Linked DNA regions of Cricetulus griseus: region 2 is linked to region 1. The links are chromatin contacts, called in public Hi-C maps. All regions are on one chromosome and are shown on one strand. The core of a region is the stretch at or near the end of the contact, and the rest is flanking DNA. Distances in the headings are between cores, read along the strand shown.

Evidence for each region. Hi-C and Micro-C count contacts between places; a contact is called where the count stands out from the background.
Region 2: a Hi-C map of liver shows a contact between it and region 1, with 3 times the contacts expected there. The contact joins the promoter of Itgb5 here to the enhancer-like site in region 1. A contact is called at or near these places in 5 of 8 Hi-C or Micro-C datasets (the CHK-Q cell line, the CHO-K1 cell line, fibroblasts and 1 more).

Annotation. Positions count from the first base shown.
Region 1 is chr4:55,648,390-55,655,200 of CriGri-PICRH-1.0, reverse strand. Itgb5 (integrin beta-5) reads left to right here. Exons shown (of 15, transcript XM_027412795.2): 11 at 1,578-1,800; 12 at 5,340-5,440. Among named protein-coding and RNA genes, the nearest start is that of Umps, 30 kb to the right of the region's middle. Within about 2 kb of position 2,525, at least 2 of the 6 cell types and tissues checked have open chromatin away from gene starts, as enhancers often do.
Region 2 is chr4:55,761,021-55,767,919 of CriGri-PICRH-1.0, reverse strand. It overlaps Itgb5 (integrin beta-5), which reads left to right and starts at 1,751. Exons shown (of 15, transcript XM_027412795.2): 1 at 1,751-2,151. The coding sequence starts at 2,013.

The DNA of each region.
Region 1 (6,811 bases), core at 1,276-3,775:
GTGATGCTGCTGCCCTTGATGCCTGCAGAACCCTGAGACAATGCCTCCCTGTTCCAAACTGAACCTTCTACGGTAGCTATGCTTTTTGTTTTGAATGAGTGTGTTTGCTAGGCACGTAGCAAGAGGTAGAAGACAGATAGCAAAAACATCCAATTGGGCACTTGGTCCATCTGACAGAGACGGCTGGGGACCTGATGAAGAGAGTGAACAAACATCACCTGGTCTGCTGAGATTTCTGACTGAGAGTCCTAGGCAGAGCAGAGTGTTTTCTGAAGGTGTGCTTGCGTGTCTACTTCCGGCCGCAGGCATTTTCATACAATGGGGTAAACAGTAGTAACCTCTGTTGGAAACGGTTGGCCTTCCAGCTGTTCTCAAGGGCACAATGCCTGAAATACCCTTAGCTATTCACTGTCACAGGGCCAGGGGGCCAGCCTGCTCAGGACGTTTTCAGAGGACATTTGAAATAGACGTGCTCTTGTTCCCAAGAGTCCGCTTTTTGCAAGCACATGGCAATTTGCCAATTTAATTTCTGTTACAACCTCCTCCCTGACAGGCTGGGGACAGGATCCATCCGAGCGAGGAGAACTAGGTTGCCCCAGTAGGTTCTTATGATGGCCAAGCCTGCTCTGGGCAGGAGTTCAGAACAAGGAACTGGGCTGACTCCTTCGGGTCTCCTGCAGCTACCTGGGTGACCTTCCATTGGCTGTCTCTTCTGTGTGTGTCAGTTTCATCCCTCATGGGTTACTGTGAGAATGGACGGAGCCAACAGCACCACAGTCCATGACAGACACTACTGCAAGAGTACTTGAGTGCCTTTGAGGGCTGAGGCTCTGTAGTCCTCTGTGTAGAGACTGCAGGGCCCCAGCGCCAGAGCAAGTCAAAATCTCAGTAGGACTCCGGAAGCATGGCTGTGCTTGGTTTTGGTTGGACCAGTAACAAATCACCATATGTTTTCTGCATTCCAGCAGTCTGGATCTGTTCTCTTAGATCACAGAGGAGGTCAGATGTCCGAGCTTGTTTCCCCTGACTGATGTCGGGGTGTCTGTGTGGTTGCGCTCCTCACACCCCTGGAGGTGCTAGCTTTTTCCAGCTTCTTGCATTTCTTGGTTATCATCTTCAAAGCCAGCTGCAGAGTGTCTTGCTTCTGTTGCCCCCTAGTCACCTTCTGTAGTCACCCCTGCTCCTGTTGTAAGTACCTATTTGCTAGGTTTAGGACCCAGCTGGACCTTCCAGAAGAGGCTGCTCTGCTTAATCCCATCTGCAGCTTTGCCTTGCCATAGTCACAGTTTCTGAAATGGGCATATTGGGGGACTATTTTCACACATCCACTGAATCAGGATGCTTTTCTGGTTTTGTGTTGTGACTTGACCAGTGTGTCTGGACCAGTCGAAGCACCAGGCTACACTCTGCCAGGTCATGAATATTATCCTGTGGCATCACCAGGCCCTCTCTGAGGACAAAGCCAGTGCCCCATTCTCTGTGGGATTCCTCACCCTGGCACATGCAGGCCCTGGGTGGTGTGTGCTCATATGTAAAGACTGACAAGCCCTGACTGATATATGTGTGTGTCCTTTTAGGCCACGGCGAGTGTCACTGTGGAGAATGCAAATGCCATGCAGGTTACATTGGGGACAATTGTAACTGTTCAACGGACATCAGCACATGCCGGGCCAAGGATGGACAGATCTGCAGTGACCGTGGCCGCTGTGTCTGTGGGCAGTGCCAGTGTACAGAGCCTGGAGCCTTTGGAGAAACATGTGAGAAGTGCCCAACCTGCCCAGATGCTTGCAGCTCCAAGAGGTGAGGGCCTGCTCTTCTGCCCTCACCCTAGGCCTGTCTTTCACCAGGCACCCTCCCCAGCTGGCCTCTTGTGCCTGTGGTCCACACATAGGCTGCCAACCAAAACTTGTGCTAAGGGTCACCAAAACAACGGCCATGAAATGCTGGGTGTCTGGGGGGCGGGGCGGGGATTGGTGGAAGGAAAGTAAAACCATTCATAAAAACAAGATCACTAATCCATCTAAGCAAGTTTAAAGATTGCAGAGTGATAAATGAGATGAAGCTGGTGCTGGGTCTAGACAACACAGAGCCTGGGGTATGCCATCATGTGTTCTCTAAAGGGAATGCCGTGTGCGTTCTTTCCCAAATGCCTTTGATCTTCCGCAGAGCATCTCCCAAACAATGCTTCATAGACCAGGCCCGTGGGAACTGCTGCATTAAACAAAATGTAATCAGAAGGCAAATGGGATGGAAGGGCGCCGACCTAGATAGGGATGCCTGAAGCGAGTGCAGGGGCTTTGGGATTTTTCTGCTCTATTTATGCTGATAATAGAGTCGGGCTGAATGTAGAGCTTGTCTAGGCTTCTGTCACGGGCTCGGTCCAGAGTCAGGTCACACACACCCCATGACCATCCTGGGCTCTGCTCTTCACACCCACTACCATGGTGCAACACAGGTCAGTTGCAACAGTCAAGCCACGGTGCTGCCTGGACCACAGGCGTGACACTGGCTGTCAGAACTTGCTGGGAAACAGCTGTGTCATCCTTGGTGCTGAGGAGCCAGGCAGCGGGGGAAGCTGGGCACTAAGCAGAAGCAAGTGGTGATGCAGGCAGTGTTATTCTTTGGCAAAGGAGCACAGTTGTGATTTTCTTTTGGCAGATTTCCCTGCTAATGTCTGGCCAGGCTGATAATGAAGTGAGTTCATGCTCACAGAGCCTGTGATTGCTGCTGGTCAGCTGTGTTCAGAAACGTTCAGAGTGGCTTGACCCTTCCTGGCCATGTGCCATAGACAGCCCTGGGCATGGGCAACTGAACCTGCCTGTAGATTGAGAGGCAAGATAGGGAGGGAGTGGCCCAGACACCATGCCCGTGTGGGTGGGATCGCAGCTCTAGTCAGCATGCTGTGTCCAAGGTACCCCTCTGGCCCCAATTTCCAGCAGACCCTGGGGAGTGGGCCAAGCTGGGGCAGCACATGGAGACAGTAAAAGGGAGCGGAAGCCTCCTTACCTTCCTACGGAGCCACAGGTAATGTGGGGTTGTCTCAGCGGTTAAAAGGCCTCATGGAAAAACAACCCTTGCTTTAATAAAATGTCTGAAAAGCTAAGAAAGCCCAAAGATAGGGACTGGCCCTTCTGATCTATCCCAGGACCACACTGACCTGTCTCTTTCATGGCATAATGGAAATTTTTCTTTCTTTTTTTTTTTTAAACAAAGTTCTTTTGATAATGAAATTTTAGGCCATTTTCCTGCTTTGTGTTTTCTGAGAGGTTTTGAATATTTTAGTCCTTCATCCCTCGTGTTCTAGAACTAACCAAACACACCCTTCACTTTGGTGAGGTCACACTCGACTCCAGCTGATTTTAATTAACATGCCTTGCACAAGCTCTCGGAATGGCCTGTTTTTGTAACGGGGCAGACATGCTTTAATAAATAACTACAGTGCAGCCTGAGTTTCTGGGGGTTAGGGAGCCCAGCGCTAGGCTGCTGTACCCATATCCATATGGGTTGTATGGAGTGTGTCCTAGAGGGGACATGGAGTTGTATTAATACAGTGGAATATCTTGGGGTGTGTGTGGGGGGGCAGGGGGTCGAGCCAACCGGAAACCAGGCATCCTGTTTGCCATGTGCTGATCCAGGAGGCTGGCGGAAGGTCCAGCAAGGGTCAGCATGAATGGCCAAAGATGGAGCCACCCCTTTCTGGCTCCTGGCCAAGCCTGACTACCTTGAGGGGTGAGGGTGGGAGGAGGGACCAGGCAGAGCAAGAGACAAATATGAGCCTTACTGCCTGGCTCCTCTAAAGTGTCTGTGTGAGATCAGCCCAAGGAGAGGAGTAGTTAAATTCCCCAAGCATCTCAGTGTCCTCTGGAGAAAGTTACAGCCCTCTCTCTTCATGATCTGCCCTCTGCCCAGTCCTTATCAATGTCTAGATGGTGGTCGGAGCATGTCTGGGAGGCAGGACACTGGGAGGGGACCTGATATGTGCTTCTCCTCTTGGGTCTCAGCATCCTCTGTGGAGTGGCCCTACTGTATGATGGCGCTCCCTCCAGTACCAGGGAGCTTTCTAGACAGCCAGTTCTTTGGGTTCCCTGTGAGATAAGTAGGGTGATCTGCCTCCTTGTGGCTGGCTGAGGTTTTGTGGGGTTACCCCTTACTTCAGGGTCACAGAACCTCGTCTGTATACCTGGCTCTAGCATCCCCTCTTGTGTCCTTAGACTTTCATGTGCCACTCCCCTAGAGCCCTGAGACTTGCTGTCCCCTGGGCTACTTGACCCTACCCATTCTGCCATGGAGTTTGCTTTTCCTATGGCACCACCTGGTCCTTCCAAGGAGGCAGAGACCCTTCCTCTCTCACAAACTTTAACAGTGGCTTGGCTGAGGCCTGGCCTCCCTCCTGTGTCCCTACATTTTCTATTACCATGTAACCTCAGGACCTGGGTTTGATGATGTAGAATGTAATAGCTGGTCAATGGGGTGTTTTAATTAAGCATCTTCACATGCAGTCACCCAAAGGTGGGTGGTGGGGAACTGAGAGGGCCTCTTTTTTGACTCATCCATTTTCTAGAGAAGGCATCTGTTATAAAATACACTAGCTTTGGTGTAGACCAATTACCAGGTAAGTGGCCAGCATGCCCTGAAGGATGCTGGCAGGCAGACACCATGTGGGAATTGGAGGGGGTGGGAGGCCAAGGTACCCAGACAGTGGTGATCAGTCCTTCCAGGCATCAGACTTGCCAGGAAGCCCCATCCTAGAGGCCAGCTCTGAGGGTTCAGTTGAGCCCAGGCATCGAGACTTACTGTTAAAAGCCCTTGTTACCTTGGGGTAACACAAGGGCTTCAGGCACTGGCCCCAGGAATGTGGAGGTGCCCCATGGACCAGTTGTTATTCGCTGAACACCTCTTCCATGGAGCCTACTTCTCACTGTAGCAAGGCGCAGATTTGGTTCCTGCTGTCAGTACTGGGAAGGTCGGCAGCTGGCAAATTGAACTGTATACCATATACACCTCTAAACTCACTCAGACCTCTCTGAGACCCTGGGGCTTCCTTTTTTTTAAAATATGTATTTATTATGTATACAGTATTCTGTCTGCATATATCCCTGCAGACCATCAGATCTCATTACAGATGGTTGTGAGCCACCATGTGGTTGCTAGGAATTGAACTCAGGACCTCTGGAAGAGCAGCCAGTGCTCTTAACCTTTGAGCCATCTCTTCAGCCCCGGGGCTTCCTTTTAACACCAGCAAGATGTCAGAGCATCTTGTCCCCAAGGCCAGACTTCAGGAGTGCAGCTGAACCTTTGGGGCATTACACAGCAGCTAATTCCCACATGAATTTTTTCAGAGACTGTGTAGAATGCTTGCTGCTTCACTTGGGGAAACCTGACAACCAGACCTGCCACCACCAGTGCAAAGAGGAGGTGGTCACGTGGGTAGACACCATTGGTGAGTACCCTGGGTAACCATGGACAACTGTCTCTGTGAACCTTGGCCAGCTTCTAGGGGTTTGTTTTCTGCCTGGAGAGCAAATGGTCTCAGCCTTGAGTCAAGCCCAGCGTAGCTTTCTTTGCATGATTGTTAGCTCTGCAAAGGGATCATGGGATGGGACCCTCACATACTATTGGCAGGAATGTCATGCAGAAATCAGTTTGCAGATGCACAAAAAGCTACTCAGAATCATTGCACAACCTAACAATTCCCCTCTGAGGTATATGCCCCAAAGAGTTGGGCTTGGTTTTCACATGTTCATAGCATTGATTGTGATAGTCGGTTGTTCATTAACTGATGAGTGATGAAGTAAATGTTCTATATCCATCCATAATGGAATATTATTTTTACCACAGTTAAGAGCAAAGCACTGATATGATAACACATATGAGCCTCCAAAACATTGGCCTAAGTGAAAGACGCTGGACAGAAAAAAGCATAGGTATTACATGATGCTATTTAAAATGTCCACAGTAGGCAATGTCATTTGAGAAAGGGTAGAGTAGAGATTATACGCTAACCCATGTGGACATTTCTGGGCACTGGTAGAACATTGTGAGTTTCCTAAATTGGCTACATTTTGAAGTGATTAAACAGTTCCTGAGGGACTGCATATCTGAAGGGGGAATGTCCATCCAAGGCTCGCCAATGCTAGCAGGCTTGCCCTGTGCCTTGACCTTCAGCTGCTGTAATATAAACTCCTGGCCCTGGCTCTGTCTGTCTTGGTCCTGGCTTCTTTCTTCTCTCTTTATCCACGCTCTTGTTCCCCCTTCCCGGGCTTTGATTGACTTATTGGCATGGAGTCAATCAAAAATATACTGAATCTATTTACCCTGCAAGCATTCGGGGAGCACCTATCATGTGGCCAGCCCTTCCCAAGTTTGCTATCCAGGGCCTGGCTGATCTTCTCTTACATGAAGCACATGTAGTGAGAAAGAAGAAAGGGCTCCCTTCCCACCTCCCACAAGCAAGCCTGCCCTTTGTGCATGTCTCCTTCCTAGCCCAGTCCTCTCAGCGGACTCTGCAGAGAAGTACATGCTCTGTCTACCACTTATCCCTAGGCTGGCTGGCTGGCTGGCTGGCTGGCTGGCTGACTTGCATGCTTTATTTGTTTGTTTGCCTCTGCCTCCCAAGTGCTGGGAATAAAGGTGTGTGCCACCATGCCCGGCCTTATCATATTGTTTGTTTTTATATTGCTCTCACTATATATCCCAGGTTGACTTCAAACTTTCTATCCTCCTACCTCAGACTCCCAAGCACTGGGATTATAATTGTGTGACTTGGCGTCCTGTTCTTCCTTGTGCTTTTAAAGATGCACACCCTTGCCGG
Region 2 (6,899 bases), core at 502-3,001, 110 kb before region 1:
CTCACTATGTAGATCAGGCTAGCCTCAAATGTACACGTGCCTGCCTTTGCTTCCAGAGTGCTGGAATTAAAGGTGTGTGCTGCTGTGTCCAGCTTCCTTTCTTTTTAAGATCAAATCATAGATCATCATATGGATATCTGACTATCTGAGAACACTTAGATGGAGGATTCTTGAAGAGGGGGTAAAAAGCAGGAACCACAGAGCAGAAGTTCTGAACTAGAAAAGGCATTTCCAAATCAGCTTTGATGCAGCTTGGATTGCTCAGGAGCTGTGGCTTCTGGCAGGTCTGGGCAGGCTGGGGACCCAGAGAACCACCAGATAAGACAGGAGGGGACTGGTGAGAATTAGGGCAAGTTGGATCACAGCTCTTTCCAGGTGGTCTGTGCCAGGTGTGGGACAAAGTGAATGTTTCAACAGCAGTGAAGTACCATTCTGGGTGTAGAGAAGATGGGATATTACAGGGCCTGAACTTAAAGAATGCACGCATAAGAAAACTACTGCTGTACTTAAAGCAGTATTCAGCCAGCCTTCAGGACTCCACTCTCAGTCTAGCTGATCCTAGCAGACAAAGCAACACTCAGCACTGGATGTCTTCCAGTTCAAAGACTTTGATCAGTTCCCATAATTTAGAACCACCACCTCTCAGAGGGGGATAAATGTAGCCTCAAGGCCAATGCCCTAAGGGGCAGGTAATTCCAAGATAAACCCGGCCTGCCTCTGCAGTATGATTTTATTGGACAATGGTTGACCTCAACTATGATTTAAGTCAAAACAGAAGATATGACAAAGCCCGGTGATGGTGGTGGTAGTGCATGCTTTTAATCCCAGCACTTAGGGACACAGAGGCAGGATGATCTCTGTGAGTTCGAGGCCAGCCTGGTCTACAGAGTGTGTTCCAGGACACCGAAAGCCACACAGAGAAACCCTGTCTCAGAAAAGAAAGAAAAAAAAATTACAGAGCAATTCTAAGGATGAGTTTTGAAGTTTGCTATGGATTGCTTCATTTTTGCCTACCCATACTACACTACAAACTGAGGTCTGCCAGTACCATTCAGTCAAAGTTGGGGAGGTGGAAATAAACAAAGCTCAAGATCCAAATGCCTTAGGTTTTCTGCTCACACCTCTAAGTCCTGACCTTCACCTGCAAAGATTAGGCTGCCTTACTTAAATCATCACCAGTTTCTTTGCAAAACATCCCAGCAGTCACTTCCTCCCTCATGTTGACCCTCTGTGCCTCAGTTTCCTCATCTAAGTAACAGTAGGGATGTTAGGAGCACTCAAGAAGTGAGTACACAGGCAGACGGCATTTAGCACAATGCTTGCTCTGCAGTGTGCCTTGGCTTCACCTGCGCGCCTCTAATCCACGTGTCCTCCCTTGCCCGTCCAGAACGTGGCGTCTTGGTTGAATACGCCAGACTCCTCTGTCCCATCTTGGGCGAGGCCCCGGCTGGCATGCGCTTCTGGGATGAGGAAATGGCCTGGTAGATCCAAGCTTTTACCTGCCCTCGCTCCTCAAGTCATACTGAGATTGCTTTGGCTCAAGTAATCTCTGCCGGCCTAAAGGCGCGCGCCCCGCCCCCTCCCGTAGCTGCTAAGTAAGCGAGGGAGGAAGTCCCAAACTAGAAGTTTCGAATCCGGACCCCACCTCCCCACCCCAAATGCATAGGATGTGACAGCCACCTGGGCACCCCGGGACCTAGACCTGCCGGCGGATCCCGGCGCAGGGCGGAGCTGGTCCAGCCCGGAGCTCGCCCCGCCCCGTCCCGCCTAGCCGTAAACTGACCGAGTGGCAGCCCGCGGGAGAGAGGGGAGGAGAAAGCAGAGGAGAGTGGGGCCCGGAGGCCGAGGGAGAAGGGAAGGGGCTCCGAGAGCGGGCGTGCGGGGACTCGGCGAGGGTGCGTCCCGAGAGGCGACAACTCAGGGCGTCCCAGCCGGCCAGAAAGAAGGATGGTGGCGGCGGGGCGCGGGCCAGCCCGGCCGCGGGCGCCGTGAGCCCGAGTGCAGTGCCCGGCATGCGGCTGCGGTCCCGGCCTCGCCCCGCTCCGTCCCCGCCGCGCGCCCCCCGCCGAGCGGCGCGCACCATGCCGCGGGTGCCCGCGACCCTCTACGCCTGTCTGCTCGGGCTCTGCGCGCTCGTGCCGCGCCTCGCAGGTAAGCGGCGTCGCCCGCTGTGCGCTCGGGAACTTTGCTCGCCCGGGGCCGCTTGCAGGGAACCGAGGGTGCGGGGCACCGTGGGGGCGCACCCCGGTGGGACGGCGGGGCTTGAGCTTCGGATCTGCTTGCGCTGCCAGGTTTCCTCCCGGACTGAGGAGGAGCCTTCCCTTCCTGTGTAAACAGCAGGCGTCTGGTGGCCGAGCCCGAGGGCGCTGGGGACTCGGGAGGCAAGGCCTCCCCGCCGGGTCCTGGAGCCCCAGCTCTGCGCTCGCCTGCACAAAGCGGCCCTTGTGGCCCGCGGGGAGTGATGTGGGGGCCAAAGTGAGGCGGCCCGGCCACTCCGGAGGTCTGTGATTAGTGCAACTTTCTTTACGCCTGATCTAAGTTGAAACTTGTCACCTCACTCCGCAAGTCTGAAGTCATGGCCACACCTGAGACTCCGCCATCTGATCCTGTGCCTGTTCCATGATTCACAAACAGTGGTCTGACGGCGGCGGTGCTACGGTACTGCCTTAGCCGGACGTTTCCTTGTCCTGGCGGCGCCGGAGGAGCCCCCAGATACCTGCGTTAAGTTTTCAGACTTGGGAATGGCACTTAAGAAGTCCCTAGAGGGAAGGATGCTAGTCGGCGCTGGCTGCCAGGCGCATGAGCTTGCCCTACCTCCTCCAAACCAACCCACTCAAAAGCAGTTTCCGAACTTTCTCCTTTCCGTCGAAAGTAATTGTGTATTGATTAAGAGTGCGCTGTGCACTTTCAAGCCCGAGGTACTTGTTTGTCTTTCTGAGCCCAGCCGTTGCCTGGCTGCTGGATGGGAGAACTGTGTTCCCCCTACCGCGTCTCATTTACATGAAGGAGGTTGAGGTTTCCATCTCAGAGCAGGAAGGGTAGAGGAAACAAAAACGTCGTTCAGGCCTCACTCCAAACTTAATACTATAGCAAGACTGCTTTTATGGGGAAATAAGTAGATCAGTAAGTCTTACCCCTTCCCCCCATCTGGCAACCGGTGCCCATCTTTGGTGTTCACGAGACCCCAGGGAAACGCAAAGAGATGTGGCTTGAATCACTACCCTCTGGAATATATCCTTGTCAACTGACCTCACTTTAGGACAGTCTTTTAGTTTGAAATTTATGCACTTCTATTGTTTGGAAATTTTTTTAAAAGCAGAGTCTCTTATTGTTTAATGAGTTAACGGTTTTATTTTACTTATTTGTTATGTATACATTGTTGCTGCCTGAATACCAGAAGAACACACCAGATCTCATTATAGGTGGTTGTGAACCACCATGTGGGTACTGGGACTTGAACTCAGGACCTCTGAAAGAGCAGCCAATGCTCTTAACCTCTGAGTCATCTCTCCAGCCCTGTTTGGAAAATTTTTTTAGCTTTTTTTTTTGTGTGTGTGATGGTGTTCTTAAAGTTTTGTCAAAATAAACATACAGCAACCTTGCATTCGTTTCGTGAAATTCAAGTTTGGGAATAGCTTTAGTTTTCCTTTCAGTTAAACATTATTTGGTTCTAATGAAAACTCGAACATTTCCTTGGTGGCAAAGACTTTATTAGTTGCATTTCCAGCAGCCAGTCTTTATCTTATCTACATCCCCTCCCCCAATTATTCCCAGATTCACCCCTCCCCTTCCCTATGCGCCCAACTTTGAGTCCATTTAAAAAAACACAATGAGATTAACTTGTGCTGCCTAAATATTTTTGGCCCTGTGGTCTTCAACTTGAGCCTGCTCAACTTACCTGAGCTATAATGGTAGAGAAAACTCCCTTCTCAGTAGTTAACTGTTTTCAATAGCTCCAAGGCTAGGTTTTTGCTTTTTTAAATTTTCTTTTAATGTAACCCCACCTAGCCTGTAACTATGTAAATCAGAATTTACAGAGATCCATTTGCCTGTGCCTCCCAAGTGTTGGGATTAAAGGAGTGCCCCATCCCTCCCCCTCGAGCTGCCTTTCAAATTATTAGAGGCATTCATTTTTCATTTGCATGTAATTTCATCTCTTTGGAAGTTCCCATGCCTCACAGGATTTTCATCCCAGAGGTGGGCCCTGGAGGGCCACATGGCTTTCCTTCTTGCTTCAGGGTGGGAGTGGTGAGTCTAGAGTTGTTTGGTCATTGTACCTTATCTTAGAGCCTGGGTGGTTTAATTCCAGTGCCTTCAGAGTTAAGTTTTGTCCATTGCCCTGTGATCACAGGTTTGTCTTTTGCCATTTCATGCTGCCATTGCCCAGAAGTCAGTTAAGTGGTGGTAGAGCACCAGCCTCTAGGGTGGGTCACCTCCTTAGAGTGCCCAGGCACTCTGCTAGGTCAGAAGGGAGTGGTTCATTTGGGTAATTTGACTTAACTTTCCAATATTGCTGGAGGACATCCTTTATTGTCCTCTTCCTTGTGTTCCCCTATCCCCACCCACCCCCTTTTTCTTGAAAGGTGGCAGGGACTTTCTCCTGTTGGTTTCTCTCCTGCTAACAGGAACATAATTTGAAAGGAAAATCATGGTTATCTTGGGAAAGAAATGGTGTTGTGAAGTGTGGCACCCGCCCGTATAGGTGTTCCTTGTTCCCAGACCAGTGAGTGAACCCAGCAGGCAACAGACCTTAAATTTAAGCGGTTCACTGTAAATAAGCCTTTGCTGTGTTGCCCCCCTCACCCCCATCAGGAGTGTCTCCTTAATTATCCCTGGGACCAAGAGTCTCTAGGCTGGAACCTGACACACAAGGTCTCACAAAACCAGGCAGGGGTTGCACTGGGGAGGCCTCCCATGCCCACTTCCGCTCCAAGGCAGAGAGAGGAGTTTGGTTGCTCCTGCAGCAAAACTGGAGTCATGTTTGCTGCCGTAGTTTATTATTTTATAAGCAATCAAATATTCTTTTAGTGGATGCCCTGCAAATTAGAATGCTCCGAATACCAAGAGCCCTTTGTTGCATTTAGAGAATGCAAGTTGGCAGCCCAGTCCTCCTCACCCTGACCCTGGCCCACCAAGGCTGTGGGCAGATGCTAGGGTGGGGGTGGGGCTGCTGGAATTTGGCTGGTTGGCAGCTCCCTTTAGGTAACCAGGCCCAGTACACTGAAATGCAAAGGGTGGCCTTGGTTCATAGATGACTATTTACCCTCTGGGATTTACATTTTAACTTCACCATCCTCAGTGGGGTGGGGGAGACTTTTCATAAAGGGGACTGAGGCAGAAGAGGGCAGGGTCTAATTAGCTCTAATTAGTATTCCTCCCCTGCTTGTTCTCCATGCTTATTTAGCTACTGAGGCAACAAAGAATTAAAATATCTAAGTAGTTTGGCAAATTGCCCTTTGTGCCTGCCTGCCCCAGTAACAACTTTTTTTTTCTCCTTCAGACTGGTCATGGAAATATTCTGGGAAGTTTTAACAAGATCATCAATGTGGGGTTTACACACAGTCCTTAAATGACAGGGTGGCTTTTAAGAGGCTGTGTGCTGCAGGGGCTATGGGCTGTGGGACTCTTCACAGGTGTTTTCAGTTGGCTGTGCAAGAGCTTTGGAAAGTCTAAGGGGGCTTGTTTTCCATTTCTCTAGTGGGGGAAATTGGTTGGCTTTAAAGCAGTACCTCTCAACCTATGTATCTCAACCCCCATGGTTGAAGGACCCTTTCATGGGGGTCACTCAAGACCATTGGAAAACACAAGGGTTTTTTTTTTTGTTTTTGTTTTTCGAGACAGGGTTTCTCTGTGGCTTTGGAGGCTGTCCTAGAACTAGCTCTTGTAGACCAGGCTGGTCTAGAACTCACAGAGATCCGCCTGCCTCTGCCTCCCGAGTGCTGAGATTAAAGGCGTGTGCCATCACTGCCCGGCAAGGTATTACATTATGATCTATAACAGTAGTCCAAATTACAGTTGTGAGATAGCAATGAAAATAATTTTGTGGTTGGGGGTCACCACAACATGAGGAACTGTATTAAAGGGTCGAGGCATCCGGACGGTTTAGAACCACTGCTTTAAAGGGTGATAGGCACCCATTTGTTGGTGAGGATTCTTTTTGCTTTGATAGGGTGTGGATTTTGGTCTGCAGGGTGAAGAGTCTGCTTCAGGGCCGCCTGCTGACTCACCAAGCCAGTGCTGCCGCGTGAGGACTGCCTCACTGGATCCCTTCAGCAGCCTTGCCAGAGTTTTTCAGATGTGTTTGTTCCCTGTCTCTGGCAAAGCCAGAACCTACTTCTGCACCCAACCAACCCCTTTAGTTACTCTCATTCCTCACTCAGAGTAATCCTGTTAAAACTCCTCAGTCTGCTTAGAGCCTTTCAGGCTTCTGGTTCTGCCGGAAGCCCCATGGCCTCCTGCCTTCTCTCACCACCATCTCCTCACAGACTTCACACTGTCCCGCTGGCCTGGCCGTGCTGCCTCCTGCCTAGACTGTCTTCCAGGGAGCCGCTGTCTGGCTGCCTCTGTCACCCCCACAGGCCTCCTCATTGTCTCCTGCTCATCCCATGGTCCCCAGCCACTCATCCAGAGGTGCAGCCTCATCCTCCCCCCCCCCCCCCCAATTTGAAGTCAGGGTCTATATGGGCAGCAGCTGTTAGGAGGAAGCATCCTGGGGGAAGGGAGACCACATTGCAAGGTGTCAAGATTCACTGAGTTGGAATCCATGATAAAGGCGGTTGCCCCGACTCCTGAACTGTGTTTGCTGGGGAGGTTAGGTGACTTGCTCAGTGTCGTCATGAACTTTCTTTCCTATGGCTTTAAACCCTTAGAAAATCTAGAAGTTTTAAACCTTATCAGTA